2 separate regions of the Sus scrofa genome follow, and region 1 is linked to region 2. The links are chromatin contacts, called in public promoter capture Hi-C maps. All regions are on one chromosome and are shown on one strand. The core of a region is the stretch at or near the end of the contact, and the rest is flanking DNA. Distances in the headings are between cores, read along the strand shown.

Region 1 (3,949 bases), core at 744-3,243, 100 kb before region 2:
AGTCAAACAGTAAGAAATTACAAACATGTATAATAACTCTGAACACAAAACGTAGGAACTATATGCTCTGGTCATGTGTCTTCCTTCCAGAGTGGCTCATAGTACACAACTGTAGCAAAATCAATAAATGTTGAATTAATGATATTATCTCAATTTGCAGCATTCTTACCTCAGTAGCCTTCTAATAGTATGATGATCTTTATAATGATCTTTAAGAGATGGTCTAAATTCTTTGTTATACTGAAATGTATCAAATTTGCTTTTAATAAGTAAACCACTGGCTGGAATTTAGAAATCTTTTTCTACACAAATCCTTTGTTGTACCTTTTTTTTGGGGGGGGGGGGTATTTTTTTGTAACAGGATTTGACCTGTAACTATTATTGAGAATTTTCTTAGAGGAGTTCAAAGCATTTTACAGGGATCATCTTATTTATCCCTCGAAAGTAAGGCAGAGGCATTATCTTCGCTATAGACTGAGAACACTAAAAGGCCAAGATAGGAGGGGGTTTTTGTTGTTGTTTTGCTAAGATCAAAAAGTAATTCTAGGGCAAAGCCAGATTCCGGTCTGACCTTGTTACATGATGCTTCTGTGGTGACATAATGCAATGTGGGTGCTTTCCTCGGTCTCTTCTTGGCTATGTTAAGTGAAGAATAATTTCCAGACTTGATTTCTCATTAATTTTTGTTTCTGAAAATGGATATTAAGATGTAAATACAAAATAAAACCCTCAAATCCTTCCTATTAGGATTTGTGATACAGGATACATAGATAGGAATAGGCCTCTTCCTCCTCCACCTCCAAATCTTACCTACCTCCTCCAGTGCTGACCAAGAGAAAAATAATGTGGGCCACAAATGTATAATTTTGACTTTTCTAGTAGTTACATTAAAATATACTTAGGCCAGGGACTTCCTGTCGTGGCTCAGTGGTTAACGAATCCAACTAAGAACCATGAGGTTGCGGGTTCAGTCCCTGGCCTCGCTCAGTGGGTTAAGGATCCAGTGTTGCCGTGGGCTGTGGTGTAGGTTGCAGATGCGGCTCTGATCCTCCATTGCTGTGGCTCTGGCTAGGCCTGTGGCTACAGCTCCGATTAGACCCCTAGCCTGGGAACCTCCATACCCGTGGGAAGCCGCCCTAGAAAGGCAAAAAGACCAAAAAAAAAAATATACACACACATACACTTAGGCCAACATATCAAAAATCTTACCATTTCAACATGTAATTAATATAAAATTATTGAGATAGTTCACATTCTTATATAAGTCTTCAGATCTGGTAGGTTTTTCACACTTACAGGACACCTTGATTTGGACTAGTCACACTACAAACGTCCCAAAGCCCTTGTGTGTCTTGAGGGGACCATCAAGTACAGCACATCTAGACTTCAGTAGATTTTTCTTAGCTCTCCCTTCAAATCGGTGCCTCGTGAATGGAATGGGTGGTAGGGGAAGAGCTCCTGGATGACCTTGGGGGAATCCACTTGCCTTTGGATTGGTGACTAATAGCTTTGCTTTACTGATACATAATTGGAGAGTTACGGACTCAGAATCTAGAGGACTGCTACCTCCCCCAAAACGTCTAAAATATCCGATCATTGCCAGGACCGAGGTTTACACCCCGCGTGAGCACCCGTGCTAAGGAACCTGCCAACTTCTTGGGGTGTAGTTCGTGCGGCCCTGGTACGTGGCCTGCGCGAAGGAGGCATCGGCCAAGGTAGAAGAGGGCTACTGGAGAGAGAAGGCCACCCAAGTGGATGCTTCTTGAGGGCAGGGTTTCAAACTGGCGACTTCTTGAAGGCAGAAGCTCCTCTTGTGGCCTCGGCCAGACCCTCGGCGGGCCTCACATGGTGGATCAACGCAGCAGTGCTAACACCGCACGCCCGGGCGGCCCCGGGCATGGGAGGAGGGCCGCTCCCTGGCCCGGGCCTTACCCCGAAGCCACTCCACGGCCGCGGGTGTGAGGGGCGGGCCCAGGCCTCGGCCCGCACCGCCCCATGTGACCCGGTCCGGCATGGTGTCGCCTCCTCCCGGGGCGGCGGCGGCGCTGGCGGCGGCTCCGGCTTGGCTCCGCAGCGGGCCGGCCCGCGGCCGCTCATGGGCAGCCAGGGCGGCTCGGGGCCCCCCGGGAACGGCGGACCCGGCGAGGGCGAGAGCGGGGAAGCGAGGAAACTACAGGAAGGGAGAGCCGCGAGGGGGAAGCGAAGGAAGGGGAAGAGGAAGGGAAAAGCAGGAGCGGGGCAAGACGGAAGAGGAAGCGGGGCGGAAGGGAAGCCGGAGCCACCACAGGCGAAGGCGGCTGCGGGGCTGGGGGCCGAGGCGGGAGCGAGGGCAGGCCTGGGAGAGGAGGGAGAGGGAGGCGGGAGCGTGCAGGAAGGAGCGAGAAGGATCGTCAGGGGAGAGGAGGGAAGCGCAGGGGCGGGGAAGGAAGCCGAAGGGAGAGATGATGGGAAGAAGGAAGAATGGAGGGTCAGGACTGGGTGGCGGGAGGAAGCCAGGCCGGCGAGAGCACAAGGACGAGGGGGTCAGGCTTGGGGGCACCTCGCGCGGACAGGGGCGGCCATGGCGGCAGAGGCGGCCGAGGAGGAGGCGGCGGCCCGGGAGCCCACGGGCCGCCCAGCCGCGGGGCCCGCGCTCTTGCGCCTGCCGGAGGAGCTGCTGCTGCTCATCTGTTCCTACCTGGACATGCAGGCCCTCGGCCGCCTGGCTCAGGTGTGCCGTTGGCTGCGGCGCTTCACCAGCTGCGACCTGCTCTGGCGCCGGATAGCCCGGGCCTCGCTCAACTCTGGCTTCACGCGGCTCGGCACCGACCTGTAAGCGCCCGCTTCTCCGCCCGCTCCCCGCCCCGGGCGGGCCCGCGTCCCGGGAAAGGGCGGGGCGCCGCGGCCTGGTGGACCTGGGGCCGTGTCGTACCCCGAGTTTGCGAGGCCTACACCCGGCCTCCGCCAACCCCTCCCCAAGCACCCTTCTCCGCTTGTAGCACCCACCCGAGGACGCTTCCCGAGAGCGTCCCTCACTCAGCACCCTCCCCGTGGGCGGCTCCTCACAATTAGCCATCTTAAGCACTCTCTTAAGCTTTTAATTGTGTCCTTCAGCAGACGTTGACTGCCTGGGTTCCTCAGACCTAGAGGAGTCTGGCAGGTCCTCCTCCCATCCAGGTGTAGGACCCATGTTCACGATGTGGCCTATCAGAACATTTTTGTGGACTCTCCTCCTCTCACTGTCTTAAAAGAGTTAAATTTCAGGGCTCCGATAAAATTGAATATGAAGAAAAGGGCTCAGATCCTAAAAGAAGGCCCTTAGTACAAGTGTCAACCATAGTTTATGACTTAATACAGGCAGAATGACACAAAAAAGGGTGCCTTTTATGTCAGGGGGTTCGATGAGGTCTCGACTGTATACAAAGGTATGGTATTGTGATTTGGCCTGTGCTTGACAGGATCTGAGACCTGTGAATGATAAACTTAACCACTTAAGCTGTTAAATAGGAAGGAGGAAAAATGTATGGAATTAGGGGAGTAAAAACTATCACATATTCCACCCAACTGCATCCAATTTGGGTTAAATAAAAAAAAGGTAATTCTAATACAGTATAACAACATTAAAGTTGGTTGGAAACATAAAAGGCTATAATACCACCACCTCTAGACAACTATTCAGTTTTTAAAATTACTTTTCATTTGCACACCCCCCCCCTTAGTTGCTATCCTACTGATTCTAACAGAATAGGTACATAATAAATGTTTGTGGGCTGTACTATGATGAGATTAAAAACATTCCTGTAATTTTAGACTTCTTGTTGTATCCAGCTTTTTGCTGGATAACAAGGAAATGGATAATTTAATGAAATTTTTGGTATCAGCTTTATTGAGATATATCACATACTGTATAATACGTATGTCTTTTCAAATTAGTTCCTTAGGATAAAATCTCAAGATTGGCATTATTGGG
Region 2 (3,456 bases), core at 954-3,453:
TCAGAGCTGGAGCCACCAGCCTACACCACAGCCACAGCAACGCAGGATCTGAGCACGCCTGCGACCTACACCACACTTCACAGCAACACTGGACCCCCAACCCACTGACCAAGGCCAGGGATAGAACCCTCATCCTCATGGATCCTAGTTGGGCTCCGGGAACTCTAATTTCTGCATTTTTAAAACTTCTCCCTCACCCACCTTTATCTTAGGGTCTGCAAGCTAGGGCAGCACAGGGTCCTCTCCAGCCTAGTTTTCCACTGAGTTTATGCACACAGGTTGGGGAAGACTCCCTGCCCCGCTGGGGTCAGGACTCCCTGACCCTCTTTTCCATCGAAAATCTACACCTCCCTTTACATGGAGGGTTCTACCTCTGAAGGTCCTTAGGCTAGAGGAGCAGGAAATGTCATCACCAGCACCCTCCCTGGGGGCAGGAGCATCAGAAGTGAGCAAGAGGGCAGTGCACCCACAGTGACTCAGAATGACTTTACTCAGGAGAGAAAACCATGACTCAGGGCTAGGAAGGCCCCGGTTCTTACAGAGCCTGGACAGCTGCTGAAAGGAAAGAGGCTGCCCCGGGCTGGAAAGGCCCAAGCCTCAAACTCTGACAGGTCTGTAGGAAGAACCTCACCCAGACTCAGCATCAGAAGTGCAGGTTCATGGGTCTACTACTGGGTCTTGCAATCCCCGTCACTGTTGTGGGCTGTCTTCACCTTCTTCAGCTCCTTCTGCAGCTCTGACTCAGCTACCAGGACCTCCTTGGGCTTGTGGTACTGTGGATGGAGCCAAGGAGAAGGCATGATTCAGTCATATTACCCCCACCACACACACACACACACACACACATACCCTGCCCACATGCTCAGGACCCCTTCTTCCCCCCTTTATTCAAAGATGAGGCAATTGAGGCCTACAGAGTTGAATGACTCGCTCCAAGTCACATGGATGGATAGGGGTAGGCTTTTGGACCTTCTAGAACCCTAGTTCTGTGGGTCCCCCCCCCTTCTAGCTGTGATTTTCAAATGAGCCTCCTCCCTGAGCCCCCACCTGCTAATCCCATGCTGAAGCACAGGGGCCTGTTCACTAGCAAGCACACCCCCAGAGTGGTTGGGGCTGGAACTGACGGCAACAATGGGATGAGAAGGGGTGAGGGGAAGAGGAAACTTCTCATGTCAGGGAGAAGCCAAAAAGTCCAAATGAATCTTACGGAGATGATGAGGGTAGAGTTGGCATGAGCAAAGCTCAGCAAGGAGTCATCCAGAGGTAGCTGGTATCTGTCTAGGTCAGGAATGGGGAACTTCTTGTAGTACCTGTGGGAACACCAAGAGGCCATGGGGACACCCAACAAGGTGACCACAACAGTTGGGCATCCGGCCCTCTGACGCCAAACTTCTACACAGTTCTCCCACAACTTCCACACAGCCAAAGAGGAAGAAGGGAACCAGTTAGAACGCCCTGGAAGGAAAAGCCTTATGGCCAGTCCAGCAGTTGAAGAACAGGGCCACTCATAATTCCTTGATTAGACCAGAACTTTGAGTGACTCATACTTCAGGCTCAGGACTCCCAAAAACACACTGAATAAGCCTCCTGGAATACGGACAGCTCAGACAAGCCACACCTTCTCTGCACCTGAAGAAGGTGGGACATGTGTGCTAACAAATAACAGAATAAGGCTATCTAGAGCTTTCCTCCAAAGCAGGAGACTGACAGTTGCCACTTACACGGCACTGTCACTGAAGGCCTCAGCTATCTTTTCCTCTTTGGGGGCCTTCCAAGGCCTTGTCAGCTTGCCTCTGCTTGTAGGTCAGAGAGGTAAGTATATGGACAAGGAGAAATCTCCCTAAGAGAACGAACCATGTGACTCATCCCGGAAGCTGGATCCCTGCAGCTCTGGACTCTGCTGGCCCTGAGACCCCACTCCCCCATTTTCGCATACACAGACGGTCCCCATCATCGGCAGGTGCCAGTCCAGAGATTAACAATTTCTTTTAGTTAAAAACAAAACAGAAACAACCCACATAGCAACATCCAACCCATAATGACTGTAACTGGACTTTGCAGGAACTCTGACCTTTACCGAAGAGCAAACTCAGGCTCAGAGAGGTGAAACTGCCTGCCTTCACAGCCAGTTAGTAGTCAGTGGGGTCAGGATTAAAGTTCTCTGACGCTGATCCAGTGCTTATTACGCCAGAGCACAAAGAATGGCCTCCTTATCTCTAGCAATAGGCCCGTTTGGCATTTTCCTTGGTGCAAGTGTGACCTAGGCTCCGGCCAGTGGCTGCCAGACCTGTCACCCAGGCACAGCATCACTGCTGCTGCAGAGTCGTGTGGGCTGCAGGCACATAGAAACAAACTCAACCATGGGGCCTGGAGAGGATAGGCTTCTAATACCAGAGGAGCCTGGTCTGTGACAGCTGCCCCAAGTCCACTTCAAAAGCCCCGATGCCCTGAGGATTCAGAGAGCTGACATCAATGCAGTACTTCTGCCCTGCTCTTCCTGCCCAAATCCCTCAGTTTAGTGGAGGCTCCGAGGGCCCCTCTCCTCCCAGGTTCCCCACTCCCCGCCAAGGTGCTGGGACCCATGGCAGGAAAAGAATGTTTACTTAAAGGCTGACAGTTCAAAAGGAGTGGGGGCTGGGGGATCCTAATGGCACCACAAGTTTGCTTTATTTTCCAAAGCTCTGCCCCAGGGAAAGGCGATCCATCTGCCTGCAAACCCGGGTGGAATGTCGGCCTCATCCTCTTCCTAGCCAGCCCAGGCTGAGGGCTCTTCCTGGGGCCCTAGGTCTGGCCAGCAAAGGTGGCAGACACTGATAATAGAGGGGGAGTCAAAGGTTAAACAGCAGAGATTAGATGAACACAAAGGCTTGTTAGGAAGTGTTAACATCTTCCCTGCAAATATACATAAGAAGCCAAACCAGGAGAAAAGCAGCCTGGCAAGCACAGCTCAGCCTAACCTACAGGGCCTGTGTAAGGCCTCGCTGTGGGGAACGAGTTGGGGGTGGGGGAACACCCTCCTTTCTGCCTACCTGGCTATGTGTCGGAGAGGGCGGACAGGGACACACCTCTGCACCCTCAAAGGGGCCCTGTCAAGCCACATGCCCCAGGGGAGGGTGGTGGGACTGGAAAGAGAGTCCCAGGACTTGGCCTCAACAGCGATGACAAGATCAAAGGGAACTTGAGTTGCGTTGGTTGCCCCACCTTCCCTGTTCTGCCCCCATCACCTTTCACGAGGCAGGGGGAGCGGAGGCAGAGTAGGTCTGGAGGCTCAGCTGTGTTCTGAGTCTGTTTTAACGGATTTAGTTTACTGGTTGGGGTTAGACAATATTCCTCACGGGCTCCTGATGGGCAGTCTTCAAGGGAGGATGGGGCATCTGCTGCTTTCTCTCCTCAGGAAGCAGCCCGCCCCTTTATCTCTAGCCCTGGCCTTGGGCTTTGCCCTGAGAGGAACCACAC

Evidence for each region. Promoter capture Hi-C pulls out the DNA fragments that hold promoters and counts their contacts.
Region 1: a contact with region 2 is called in a promoter capture Hi-C map of liver, with 6 times the contacts expected there. The contact joins the promoter of FBXW4 here to the enhancer-like site in region 2. A contact is called at or near these places in 2 of 5 promoter capture datasets (fetal liver and liver), 5 of 47 Hi-C or Micro-C datasets (embryonic fibroblasts, fetal skeletal muscle, heart right ventricle and 2 more) and 2 of 2 datasets of contacts at active chromatin or transcription factors (alveolar macrophages and skeletal muscle).

The regions. Positions count from the first base shown.
Region 1 is chr14:112,733,806-112,737,754 of Sscrofa11.1, reverse strand. It overlaps FBXW4 (F-box/WD repeat-containing protein 4), which reads left to right and starts at 1,993. Exons shown (of 9, transcript XM_021072714.1): 1 at 1,993-2,811. The coding sequence starts at 2,096. LOC102162056 (a long non-coding RNA gene) reads right to left here and starts at 2,814. Exons shown (of 2, transcript XR_307766.3): 1 at 2,678-2,814.
Region 2 is chr14:112,634,413-112,637,868 of Sscrofa11.1, reverse strand. DPCD (protein DPCD) reads right to left here. Exons shown (of 6, transcript XM_001926725.4): 5 at 1,208-1,310; 6 at 472-773. The coding sequence ends at 669. FBXW4 (F-box/WD repeat-containing protein 4) reads left to right here. Exons shown (of 9, transcript XM_021072714.1): 9 at 1-3,456. Among named protein-coding and RNA genes, the nearest start is that of POLL, 19 kb to the right of the region's middle. Within about 2 kb of position 2,203, at least 5 of the 83 cell types and tissues checked have an H3K27ac peak or open chromatin away from gene starts, as enhancers often do. A contact at or near this core is called in fetal liver and liver, where this site is marked.